2 separate regions of the Zea mays genome follow, and region 1 is linked to region 2. Evidence: chromatin contacts called from public Hi-C data. All regions are on one chromosome and are shown on one strand. Each heading gives the region's core, a stretch centred on a gene start, on an enhancer-like site or on the middle of the called end of the contact. The rest is flanking DNA. Distances are from core to core; before and after follow the strand shown. Region 1 holds the start of LOC100193219. Region 2 holds the start of LOC732820 (LON peptidase 1).

Region 1 (5,933 bases), core at 2,943-5,442, 180 kb before region 2:
ATGATTACCATTTTTTAATGGAGGGAGTACTACATATCAGTAATTTAGCTGAATTAAGCTATAAGTTATTGTTCTATCGAACACAGGAAGCAACAATATGTTCAATGACTCAATGAGTATTTAGGGAAGTGTTAAACATGTCATCTATCTTCAAAAAGAGAAAAAAGGCTACCATACATATACATAACATGAATCACTTAGGGTGTGTTTGGTTTGAAGAATGAAGTGGTTCATCTTCTTCTCACTCCTCACTTTTTTATTTGGTTTATGGAATAGAATGAGTTGATCCATCATCATCTTATTCCTCATAAGCTAATAATTAGTATATACATGATGAGTGGATTGAGTCCACCAAAATTTATGGGAAGAACTTATGATGCATCACCTCATGAAGCATATGGTGACTCCACAAACCAAACACACCATTAGGGTATGTTTGGAACCTAGGAATGTGGAACGCAGAACTGTAGAAAATGTACGAATAGGAAAGGAATGAGCGTGCAAAATAGAGGAATAGAAAAAGACAGGAAAGCTGAAGAAGCAGGTGTTTGGAACACAGGTATCATAATACACAAAGTGGAGTATTATTGACTTATTGTTTGATTGAAATTTATATATTATTAAATCAGTCTAAATAACATGAGAAACCAACATAAAAGGCAACATCTTTACTCATTTCATTAAATATTTTCTTCCAATGCTCCTTATCTATTCACTACATAGTAAAAAAGGCATATTATGCACTTTCCCCAATCAATGTTTTCAAGTTGTCCCATTAATCGTCCAAGTCGGTTTGGACCAATCACAATTAATCGCCCTAGTCGATCAGCCAGAACGATCAGCAAGTCGTCTGACTTGAAAACATTGTCCCCAATCTAATCTCGGCCTTGGCTTTCAACTCTTCGTTCTGACTCCCCATTTACCTACTTCCGGTGGTTCCTAGATCAGCGTCAGCAGTGGAAGAGACAAGATCAGGATGGGGCAGACAACTTCTTGAGGTGTGATTCGGTGCTTCCTTGTTCTCGCCTCCCTTCTTCGTACGCACTGTCTCAGACATCCCCAAAGGAAAAGAAGACCAGAGATAGGAGTTGATGTTTGGTTTCCTTTGAAGTAGTGTTATCCTCAAGGTTATTATGGCGTCGCCTAGGCGTCCAGGCGAGCCTAGGTTCTAGGCGTCGATCCCGCCGCGCCTTGGATGCGTATGGCGTTGCCTGGCGTGCCTAGGCGTCGCCATGGCGTCCAATTTCGCCACAGACGCCACACAAAGGTGCTTACGCGGGAGGTTTTTAGGGTTCGCGGCTTTGCGTGCGTACATGCTAGGGTTTAGGGTTTGCAGCGCGCCAAACCGAGAGAGTGGGAGGGAAAGAGAAGGAAGAGAGGGTGGGGCCTTTCCTGCAGTGCGCCGTTGGCTCGTTGCCTCCATCCTGCGCGCCGCCTCTCCTCCATCCGGCGTGCCGCCTCTCCTCCATCCGGTGCGCCGCGCCGCCGCCTCCTCTAGGGCTGGAAAAAAAGCTCGGGCTCGGTGAGCCGGCTCGAGCTCGTTGCGGCTCGTGCAGGCTCGAGCCGGCTCGCGAGCTACCGGCGAGCCGAGGCGGTTTCGCAAGCTCGAAAAAATCCCGAGCCGAGCCAAGCCAGCTCGCGCAAGGTCGCGAGCCGGCTCGCGAGCCAAGCCCACGGCGCGCACCAGCAGGCATCAGCGGAGCAGCCCAATACGAATAGGCCCACAAGCAAAGCAACCGCCTAAAGCCCAATACGAATAGGCTCACAGGCTCGCGAGCCGTACCCGAGCCGAGTCGAGCCTATTTTGGCAGCTCGTTGTACCAGCGAGCCGAGCCAGGCTCGAGCCTTTCCACCTCCGAGCTGCACCGAGCCGAGCCGAGCCTGGCTCGGCTCGTTTCCAGCCCTAGCCTCCTCCATCCGGCGGCCGACCTCCTCCATCCGGCGCGCGGCGGCAAGCTGCTCCATCCAGTGGCCGGTGCTTTCCTCTGCTGTCTGCTCCATCCGATGCACGGTGGTTTCCTCTGCTCTTCCTCTTCATCAGTTCCTCTGCTGCTGCTCGCCTGCTCTCCCTCATCTCCTATTTTGTATATAGCAAGCCAGCAACACTGCAACAGCACCCTCATCAATCAAAGGCTTGTATTGTATTCTCTAACCTTACCAATTTTGCTATTGCAAGTGTTAGATTGTTAGGATTTTTTTTGCATATCCTCGCCTAGGTGATGCTCATATGGCGTCGCCTCGCCGCACGCCTAACTCGCCTAGGCGTTTGGAAGGGGGTCGGTCACCATGTCTCGCCTTAACGCCTTAATAACCTTGGTTATCCTAAACGATAAACAGTCGGTCACTTGCTGTTTAGCCATTATTTGGGCCAAACGGCCACCTAAACGGGTAAACGATCAATTAAATGAAAAAATAAACCCATGTGTACTGGGTAGCTTTCAAACAGTATAAACAGGCTGACTGCCATTTAGGCGAACAGCGCTGTGGAACGAACATCTACCCACAGGATTCCAAGAGAAAGGAATTGTCTCTTCCAGTATTCCAAACGTGCACCCTGATTTCCTTTCCTCCGTTTTGTGATCCATACAATTTCCCTTTGGAATTCCTCCAATCCGAACAGAGCCTTAGCATATACACTCACTTAAGTTTTAAAAAATAACATGTAATCAACCAAGTGTGCTCGGGTGTGTGTTGTAAGGGTTCTTCCCCTTTTTTTCTTCTTAATATAATGATATGCAACTCTTGCATGTTCGAGAAAGAAACATGTAATCTGAATATCTGATGAACTACAGATATTCCTATCAAGGGAGCATACAAAAAAGAGATCAAAATAGGTTTCAGTATTTTACAATTGACCAATTATTAGGACAGTAGACAAAACCTATCAGCGACTAAAATGGTAGATCACAGGCTCACAGCTAACACTCAAAAAAGCAACTATATAAAAAAATGTTGACAGTCAGCTATAAATAATGGACAGTAACCATCAGATTCGTTACCTTAATAGTAGCCACAAGACCTAGCCTGCAGAAGCCATAGTTTGTATCAGCACACGACAGATGTTATGAAATTAAAGTCGACACAGCTAAAATAAAATTAGTTATCAACTTGAGTACTGTGCATCTATTCGCCCAAATCAGAAATATGCGGCGATATATTTTTACTGTATCTATAATATATGCCGCAATCTAGAATGATCCTTCACTAACAAATCATGTGCCTAAGGTATAGGTAATACACGACATCACGATTAACATCCCCAATGCTAATTTTGCATAACATAGTGAATAATGATGCATAGGTGCAAGCAGCACAACTACTCTAGCCAAACCTATTGTGTGCCCAAATAAAAACCTAACCTTTGACAGTTCCCGAAGAAATTAAGGATATTAGATGGGTTCCCATATTATAAAGAACGGGATTTCAGTAGATCCAAGGGACAAATCATCCAGCACCAAACCCTGCAAGAACATGCAAAAATACTAGACGCAATATATCAATCAGATGTTCCAAATCTAGACCCGCAGTCATAACCAACCCTGGTCACATTCCATAGCCCCAGGCGTAAAATCAGGCAGCGCGCCGCACGCATGAACGTAACAAGCACACGCCATATCCTACAAATCAGCGCAAACTACTAGCAAGCCACATAATTTGATCGAATCGGATCGGACCTATAGCGTGAGAAAAGGGAGCAGCGGAGAAGGGGGGAGGCGGACCGGTCAGCCATGTTGGCGATGGTGCGGAAGGCGAGGATGAGGGATCGGTCGGGGTTGGAGCCGCGGTTCTGCCACCTGCCGAGGGAGGAGGATAGGAAGTCGCCCTGCGCACCGTTGGGCTTGGCGATGACGGTGGAGAGGCCGCCATCGGTGAGGAGCGGGTTGGTGGGGCCACCGACACGGACGGGGTCGTTGTCGTTGGACTCGTTCGCGAAGGTGCGCCACTCGGAGGTCTCGTCGACGGAGTGCGCCTCGAGGACGAGGCCGCACTCGGTGCACACCATGTCCCCCGCCGAGTGGTCGAACGCCACCTCCGTATGCTTCTTGCAGTCGGGGCAGAAGGAGTCGCTCATCTCGCCCGACGACCGCCTCCCCTCCTTCCTTTCTCCTTTCTCCTACGCAACCGGCCCTGTGAGGCGTGGCGAGGGAGGCGCGGTGATTTGGGGGCCGGGGAGAGGGAGCGCCCACAGGAGAGGATGGGGACTGCCGAAGGTTGGGTGGGTGGGGGTATAGATGTCTATATGGCTGGGAGCCTGGGATGCTCTGTTAGCGTGAAGCCTACCACTGTTGTAGCCTGATACTAGTCTCCGTCTGGCACAGCCCGTTGTGCATCGTGCTCGGACCGGCCTGACACAGTGGTCGTGCCATGCTTAGGTTCGGAGGACGGCACACCATGCTTGGCCTGGTCCACCATAGAAATTAGGGAGGCACGACACCGGTCTGATTCCTTGCTGCATAACAATATCGCACCTCCCCGAGCTCTACCCATCCCCGCGCTCGCTCATTTCTCACTGCTTGAAACCCTAAACCTTATCCTCTCCTGGCTCCAGCTCCCGGCGACCTGCGAAATCTCTCCTCAGCCGCCTCCTGTCGACGGCTACCGGCGACAGCTTATTTGGACATCTATACTCTCGATTATCTTCTCCTTCTCATCATCTCTTCGCTCATCCTCTTCCCTTCCTCGCATCCCGAACCCTAATCGGCTAATACCCATCCTAACATCCTCTTGGTGTTCCTCCTCGCGATGGTGCTCTCAAGCGACTCAGGTGCTCCGGCTACGCAGGTGAGACCCTGAACCCTAATCCCCATCACCTTCTTTTGTCTTATATCTTGATTCTTGATTTTAATCCATGGATGTGATGGGTCTCGTAGGTATCGTTTGTGCCGGTGCCGCGTAGCCATAAGGGACCTTAGTCACCGACGAGGAGCCAACCGTCTACGGCATGGACGATGATCTTCATCCGGTCGTTGTGGAGGAGTGAAAGTCGCCTAGAGAGGGGTGAATAGGCGGAATCTGAAAAATTATAAACTTAAGCACACACTACAAGCCGGGTTAGCGTTAGAATTAAAATCGAGTCCGAAAGAGAGGGTGAAAACAAATCACAAGCAAATGAAGCGGATGACACGGTGATTTGTTTTACCGAGGTTCGGTTCTTGCAAACCTACTCCCCGTTGAGGTGGTCACAAAGACCGGGTCTCTTTCAACCCTTTCCCTCTCTCAAACGGTCACCTAGACCGAGTGAGCTTTTCTCCTTAATCAAACGGGTCACTTAGACCCCTACAAGGACCACCACAACTTGGTGTCTCTTGCTTTGATTACAAATGTCTTGAGAACAAGAAAGAGGAAGAAGAAAAGCGATCCAAGCGCAAGAGCTCAAAGAACACGAGCAAAACTCTGTCTTCTAGTCACTAATTGCTTTGAGTGGAATTAGGACTTAGAGAGGCTTTGATTCAATCTAATTGTGTCTTGTATTGAATGCACTAGCTCTTGTATTGAGTGAGATGTCTAAAAAACTTGGATGCATTGAAGTGTGGTGGTTGGAGGGTATTTATAGCCCCAACCACCAAAACAGCAGTTGGGTAAGTCTGCTGTCGAAGGGCGCACCGGACACTGTCCAGTGCGCCGGCCACGTCACCCAACCGTTAGGGTTCTGATGGTTTCGATCGTTGGAGCTCTGACTTCATGGGGCACTGGACAGTCCGGTGCAGCACCGGACAGGTACTGTTCACTGTCCAGTGCACCTTCTGGTGCTGCTCTGACTCTGTGTGCGTAGTCCGCGCACTGTTCACTGTTCACTGTTCACTGTTGCTTTTGCAGACGACCGTTGGCGCAGTAGCCATTGCTCCGCATGACACACCGGATAGTCCGGTGAATTATAGCGGAGTGGCATTTCTAGAAACCCGAAGCTGAGGAGTTTAGAGTGGATCTCCCTG
Region 2 (6,898 bases), core at 735-3,234:
TAGCAAACATGCTCAAAACGACAAGTTTCAATAGTCTGGAAATTTTGTAAGTTACCAAAGTGGTAAACAAGTGTAAGAATGGCTTAGAAATACATGTAACTAAAGTTGTCTCATAAGTATTACCTAATGTATTATCTCTAATAAGTGGAGAATTAAATAATATGCAACAATGCACATATTAAACAACTAGTTAAATACTCGTGCGTTGCAACGTGGTAAAAGTAGTGCAGCAATAACATATGTATGGTCATGTGTTGTGCAGAAAACAACCAAATCAGTCTGATAAACTCATAATGATTTGTTCCCAGGAAAGGGGTACCCAAAGCGAGGCCCATGAACCTCTCTCTAGCCCATTTACCGATCAAGCCCCGTCGAACAAGTATGCGAGGCAGGGCGTACGACCAAGTCTCCGCCGAGCAAGTCTGGGAGGCGGGGCGAACGACCAAGTCACCGTCGAGCCAAGCCGATCCGCAAGGGAGGAGGCTGGACTGACGTCGTTGGTCCACGACGGCCGCGACAAAAGACACAACATCACAAAATCATGTCCACGTTATTTGTACGGCAGTAGGGGAGGGTTATGGCATCGAAGTCTCCACCCACGTACCAGAAAAAGGACAGGACGACACACCTTACGCGTGCCCGAACATGCTGGAGGGTGACACAAGGGAGTTGACGGAAGATGAAGTCGTACTGAACACGAACTCAACCTTACCGGAAGCACATTATGCGGAACCCATCTGGTACGATGGCAGGAGCATAGAGTAAGCTACAGGGTCTTGCACAGTAGATATATGTGATAGAGCGTCATGCGAGGAATATGGAGGCACACAACCTATTAGAAGGAGTCATCCCGTACACAGACACGCTCCAAAATTAACTCGGAGGTCATAGAAACCTTCCATAGAGAACCGTTGAGTAGTGTGCATACGGTATATATGGTTGTGAGAGGTTTTTATGAAACCGGAGAGAGCCTTAACTCTCACGAACCGAGAGCCGAACTTTGTCTCACGAAACTGTGTCAGTTAGTTTTATTCAGGACCAGAGCTGCCCTAAAAGAGAGAGGAAGCATAAATCTACTTCTATACTCCTATCTACTAGTAGTATGACACGACGTCACTATTCCCCTCAACAACTTCCAGTTCCAGTCGGTGATGCTCAAATTAGCACGCCAAGATCCATCCGTACGTTTCAGATCATATGGTCCACGTGCCACCAAGAAAACCCCACGTGCACGCTTTGCAATTGCAGACCTGCGCCGTCCGTCAGTCCGACCCACAAAAACCGACGGCCCCGATCTACTACATACGAGTATACGACCCGTGCCGTTTCCCACCGTTACGTCAGTCACAACAAAGAACAAACCAGCGCCACACGCCGCAGCTGCCCTTATCTCGGCGCGCCACGTCTACACCCTTGGGCAGGTTTGGTGGCTGTTTGGTTTGGGGCCTAAAGCGCCACAATGTGTCTAACTTTTCTATCTAATCTTAGTTCTTCAATTCGAACATTTAAGGTTAGACAGATTGTGGCGCCTTAAGTAGAAAACCAAACAGACCCACGAGGGATACTAGAACAAATACACTTCATATTCAAAATTAAATAGTAAGTACTTGTTCGGTGGGTTTAAATTTCAAACAAGTCAAATTTATTCTTAATTATTTTCCAATCCTATCTCGTACTTGTTCGGTGGGTTTAAATCCCAAACAAGTTAAACTTATTCTTAATTATTTTCCAATCCAATCCATGGATAACAAGATTAACGGAATAAAACGCCTCTCCGTAAACTCGTGATCTCTAGTCGCAAATCAGCCCTTCACTGCCACCTAGACCCCGCCACCACCGTTCTACAGTCCCGGTCCGCCGGCCGGCCCCACTACCCGCACTCGCACGTCGAAAAGCAAACCTATACTCACCTGTATTGAGGTCGGCACGCCCCCCATAAATATCGACATCGTCTTCCACCTCTCGGCTTCTTTACTCTCTAAATTTTCTTTTTTTTAAAAAAAAATATTGTTCTTTGGCGTACGCTGGTGCGCCTCTCCTCCCCGCCTCGGCATCGACGCGATTTGCGTGCCCGACATGTCGGACTCGCCGGTGGAGCTGCCGAGCCGGCTCGCCGTACTGCCCTTCCGCAACAAGGTGCTGCTCCCCGGTGCCATCGTGCGGATTCGCTGCACCAACCCCAGTAGGTGAGCCCGAATCCGGACCAACCGTCGAGAGCTTGTAGCTCCGCCCGCTGATCGGCGTGGGTTTCGATTTTGTTTTGGGGGGATTAATTTGGTGCGCTGTCGCCGTATCGGGCTCAGGTTTTCAGTTCTGGGAGTTCCTTTTTTTCTCTGTAGGTTTTCTCCCCCATCGGGAGATGTTTAGTAGACACGTGGTTTGTTCTACATCTAATTAACACCACTTGCTACGAAATTACGACTCCTTGGTCCTTGCGCTTCAATTTGGTTATCTCGCTTCAGACGGGAAAAATTGAAATTGCTTGCCTCAATTTGATGCGTTCGTTGAATTTGGGGTTTTCAGTGGGCTGTTTGCTTTTGAGGTCCGGCAGATTCCCCTTTCCGTTAGTGTCTGACTTTTCTGCGCGCAGTTGGGTCCCTTGTGTATTTGAGCTTTCCTTCGAAGGCGGCTCACTACTATGTAGGAGGGGGGAAATTGCAGATTGTTTTGGATTTTTACTTGGTTTGTGACTTCGTCGGTGTCATTCTTTGCCTCTTTAGTGTGAAGCTGGTGGAGCAAGAACTCTGGCAGAAGGAAGAGAAAGGCCTGATCGGGGTACTTCCTGTGCGGGACTCGGAGGCAACAGCTGTTGGCTCTTTGCTGTCTCCTGGTGAGATAAAAGACTGGCTTCGGATTTGCTGTATGAGCAAAATTGTTGGGCTTTGTGGACATACATTTACTTCCTGCAGTTGTTACCGCTCTTGTAGGTGTGGGCAGTGATTCAGGTGAAGGAGGCAGTAAGGTTGGCGGTTCTGCAGTAGAGTCATCAAAGCAGGACACAAAAAATGGGAAGGAGCCCATTCACTGGCACAGCAAGTGTGTGACATCACTATCTTTGCTCGTCTAATGCTTGTATTTCATTCATGAACAAGGTTATAGAGATAAACACATTCAGGTGTAGGAGATGACTGTTGGTGGATATAATATAACAATGGGTTTATACTGCATTTTATTCTACAAACATGAATAATAGACGGATGCAAATGTTTGCCTTTTATTTATTTAACCCTGTGTATGCCATGTGTGCACACAAGTGCAACATTCATTAGCCTATAGTTGCCTGAGATAAAATATGGCTGATATAGATTGACAATGAGCAGATATTTTTCACACAGTAATATGTCCAAGGGACTTTTCACACATTTTGTATTAATAAGCTTAGCTTGAGGAGGGTGCATCGTAAGCATGCAAAGTTTTCCATATTTTAGCATCATGTGTGGTTAACATCTTCCTATGAAAGATTCACTGAACTATGAAGATTATATTTATTATTTCCAGCTATAACTTAAGCTATATTGAACCTATGGGCTATATTGCAGGCAATCTTTCACTACCTTATGCATTTTTTATTTAACTTTTCTTTAACTTTGTTTTTCCTCCATGTGCAGGGGAGTTGCTGCCAGAGCTTTACACCTTTCCAGAGGGGTGGAGAAGCCAAGTGGAAGGGTTACATACATTGTTGTTCTTGAAGGTCTTTGTAGGTTCAGCGTTCAGGAACTAAGTGCAAGAGGACCATACCATGTCGCCCGTGTTTCACGCCTTGACATGACAAAGACTGGTAAAGTTTTGAATTTAAAACTTGTTTTGTTCTGTCTGTTTACTAGATCATTGTAGTCTTAAGTTTATGACTTCTATTGCATAGTACATAAGTACAGTTTTTTCTCATGCAATACCTTATACCTTAAAGGTTAATGTATCTTAAAGATATCCTTTCTTAAAGGATGGCGCAATTATCCATCTGTTTTTTCTTGAATTCACTTGTTATAAGACTCAGTTTTTTACATCTCTACTAATATGTCTGTATTTTTTTAGAATTGGAGCAGGCAGAGCAAGACCCAGATCTTATCGCTCTTTCTAGGCAGTTTAAAGCTACTGCCATGGAACTAATTTCTGTTCTAGAACAGGTAAATATTTCGTGCAGAACTTCATCTCTTTTGTTTACTAGTATAAGATTTCAAGTTTCGGTTGCCCTCTTGATTTTACTGAACAGTTCACGAATTACATCCACTCCTGCTTAAATAGAGATCACGACCTGGAGCAACCTAGTCACTAGGGGCAAGGGCTGATAAGAAGGGCAGCCCTTTAGCACTGGCCACTGGCCATAGCCCAGAGCATGGCCTCCCCCTTGGCAAGCAATAAGGCACCATCCATGCTTACCAGAGAGTTATCAAAACACAATGGTTCCTATTCTTCCAAAGAGTTCATGCCCTTAGAGTGATTAGGGAACTGGTCCCTTGCTGTGACTGTCCATTGACCCCATCATCTAGCGAGGGGGACAAGGATTGTAAGCCAAACCATCATAGAAGTGAGGACCAGAATTGCCTTTCAAACACACAATTAGTAAGCAAATGGTCAATAGTTTCTTCAGCCTCATCACAGTGAAGACATCTGTCAGGGTGTGGGAGTCCCCATTTTTCAAGTTGAACCCCTTACTGTCCAACAACATTTATGAGCCACAATCCACATAAAGAAATAATACCGGCTGGGAGCCCAAGTGTTCTAAATACGGTCACATGGCTGGTATTGAATAAATCCTTGAAAGAATCCCTTATATGTTGAATCGGCTGAGTAAATTCCAGAACGTGAAAGACACCAACGAGGCACACTTTCACATGAGATGGTAGTACAATCTCAGAGAGGAGGCCCCATAGATTCAAAAATTCAACTAGGACTCCTACTGAGAATGTTCCTTGTATGTCACTGATTCAAGAGTGATTTGTGAGGGCCTGAAGCACAGTGAGCTTGTCAGCCATTTTTGCTGGCATGGTAGCAAATTGAAGGGGTGCAATATCTTCAATTTGTTGATTTATGGTGCCTGACTTCTATGCGAGTGAAATACTTGAAATTATCAATGAGCTTAAAAAAACTCGTTCTGCGGGGATTAAGACAGCCCCCGAGCATTTGTATTAAGAAGACTTTCTCACATAGGCCGAGAAAAACTCCTGAACCCCTACCCCACCCATACACAGTGGCATCATAACCCATGTGAGAATGAAATTCGCTCGCATAGGGAGTCAAACTCAGGATTTGAGGAGTGCTACTTAGGCCACCTAACTAACTCAGCTAGAGACCCTTTTGCTGAGTCGAAATACTTGAAATTATCAATGAGCCTAACTTACAATGATGCTGTTTTTTCTAACTGCAGAAGCAGAAGACGGTTGGTAGAACAAAGGTGCTTCTTGATACAGTTCCTGTTTACAGGCTAGCTGATATTTTTGTTGCTAGCTTTGAGATAAGTTTTGAGGAGCAGCTTTCGATGCTGGATTCAGTTCACTTGAAAGTTAGACTCTCAAAGGCAACTGAACTTGTAGACAGACACCTGCAGGTGAAGATACTTCATAGTTTGTTATTTAATAATTAATGTGAAAATTTTACCTTTTATCTTATTAAGGTCAATATCAATTTAATTTGTTTTTTCTTGTGATGGCAGTCCATTCTTGTAGCTGAGAAAATAACACAAAAGGTTGAGGGGCAGCTATCAAAGTCGCAAAAAGAATTTCTACTGCGCCAGCAGGTTTGTATGCTAATCTCCATGTTTGGGCACTAGATTTTTTGCACTGTTTGTGTGTTTCAGCAATCAGCAACCTCTGTCTTCTGAGAAACAATTAGTTCTTTTCTTGTAAGGGGTGTTGAGTAACTTTAGCTGGCCTTCTGTTTTCAAAATAAACATTTTTATCTGACAGCCATGCTACTTTGCAGATGAGGGCCATAAAAGAAGAACTTGGTGATAACGATGATGACGAAGATGATGTTGCTGCTCTGGAAAGAAAGATGCAGAATGCAGGAATGCCTGCTAATATTTGGAAGCATGCTCAAAGGGAAATGAGGTAAGCTATCATGCCATATCCTTCTATCTTTGTGCACATGTGGTACTGGAGTTTTTTTACGTCTAGTTAGCCTTCTTGTACAGGCGCCTACGAAAGATGCAACCTCAGCAACCTGGTTATAGTAGCTCTCGAGCCTACTTGGAACTTCTTGCTGACCTTCCTTGGCAAAAGGTCAGTGAAGAAAGGGAGCTTGACCTTAGAGTTGCGAAAGAGAGCCTTGACCAGGATCATTATGGACTAACAAAAGTTAAGCAAAGGATTATTGAGTATTTGGCTGTTCGTAAGGTTTGTAATTTGATCTGTGCATCCTTTTCTTATGTGCAGACATTCCTATCCTGGTTAATGTAGTTTGTATCTTATGTTCTATTCATTTGCTCGCAGCTTAAACCTGATGCCAGGGGTCCAGTGCTGTGTTTTGTTGGACCACCTGGTGTTGGGAAGACATCTTTGGCCTCCTCCATAGCAAAGGCCCTGAACAGAAAATTCATAAGAATCTCTCTTGGTGGTGTAAAGGATGAAGCTGATATTAGGGGCCACCGAAGGACATACATTGGAAGCATGCCAGGGAGACTTATTGATGGACTAAAGGTTCAATTCTTTTCTTCCCATTCTGAAGTAGCTATTTTATCTGTTCTTCTAAGCTCTAGCCTACTATTTTCAAGAGATGCTCTTCTGACCTACTTGTATTAATAATTCAACAATGATTGCAAAAAGGTCTGTTAGTTCCCCTTCTATTAAATGATGTTTGTTTAGTAAAGTATGAACTAAGAGCGAAATATGGCCTTAAATGTCTCAAGGGACTATTTGAACAGAACATTTTCTAAATATGAGTTCTTACTAAAAAAATGCAG

What was found. A called contact is a pair of places that touch in the nucleus more often than the background predicts.
Region 1: a Hi-C map of ear shows a contact between it and region 2, with 1.6 times the contacts expected there. The contact joins the promoter of LOC100193219 here to the promoter of LOC732820 in region 2. A contact is called at or near these places in 3 of 25 Hi-C or Micro-C datasets (ear, leaf and tassel).

The regions. Positions count from the first base shown.
Region 1 is chr7:149,660,437-149,666,369 of Zm-B73-REFERENCE-NAM-5.0, reverse strand. LOC100193219 reads right to left here and starts at 4,192. Exons shown (of 7, transcript NM_001349830.1): 1 at 3,720-4,192; 2 at 3,000-3,024. The coding sequence starts at 4,072.
Region 2 is chr7:149,478,750-149,485,647 of Zm-B73-REFERENCE-NAM-5.0, reverse strand. It overlaps LOC732820 (LON peptidase 1), which reads left to right and starts at 1,984. Exons shown (of 17, transcript NM_001112433.2): 1 at 1,984-2,186; 2 at 2,721-2,830; 3 at 2,928-3,036; 4 at 3,609-3,778; 5 at 4,033-4,124; 6 at 5,366-5,545; 7 at 5,651-5,734; 8 at 5,920-6,047; 9 at 6,131-6,332; 10 at 6,429-6,635. The coding sequence starts at 2,077.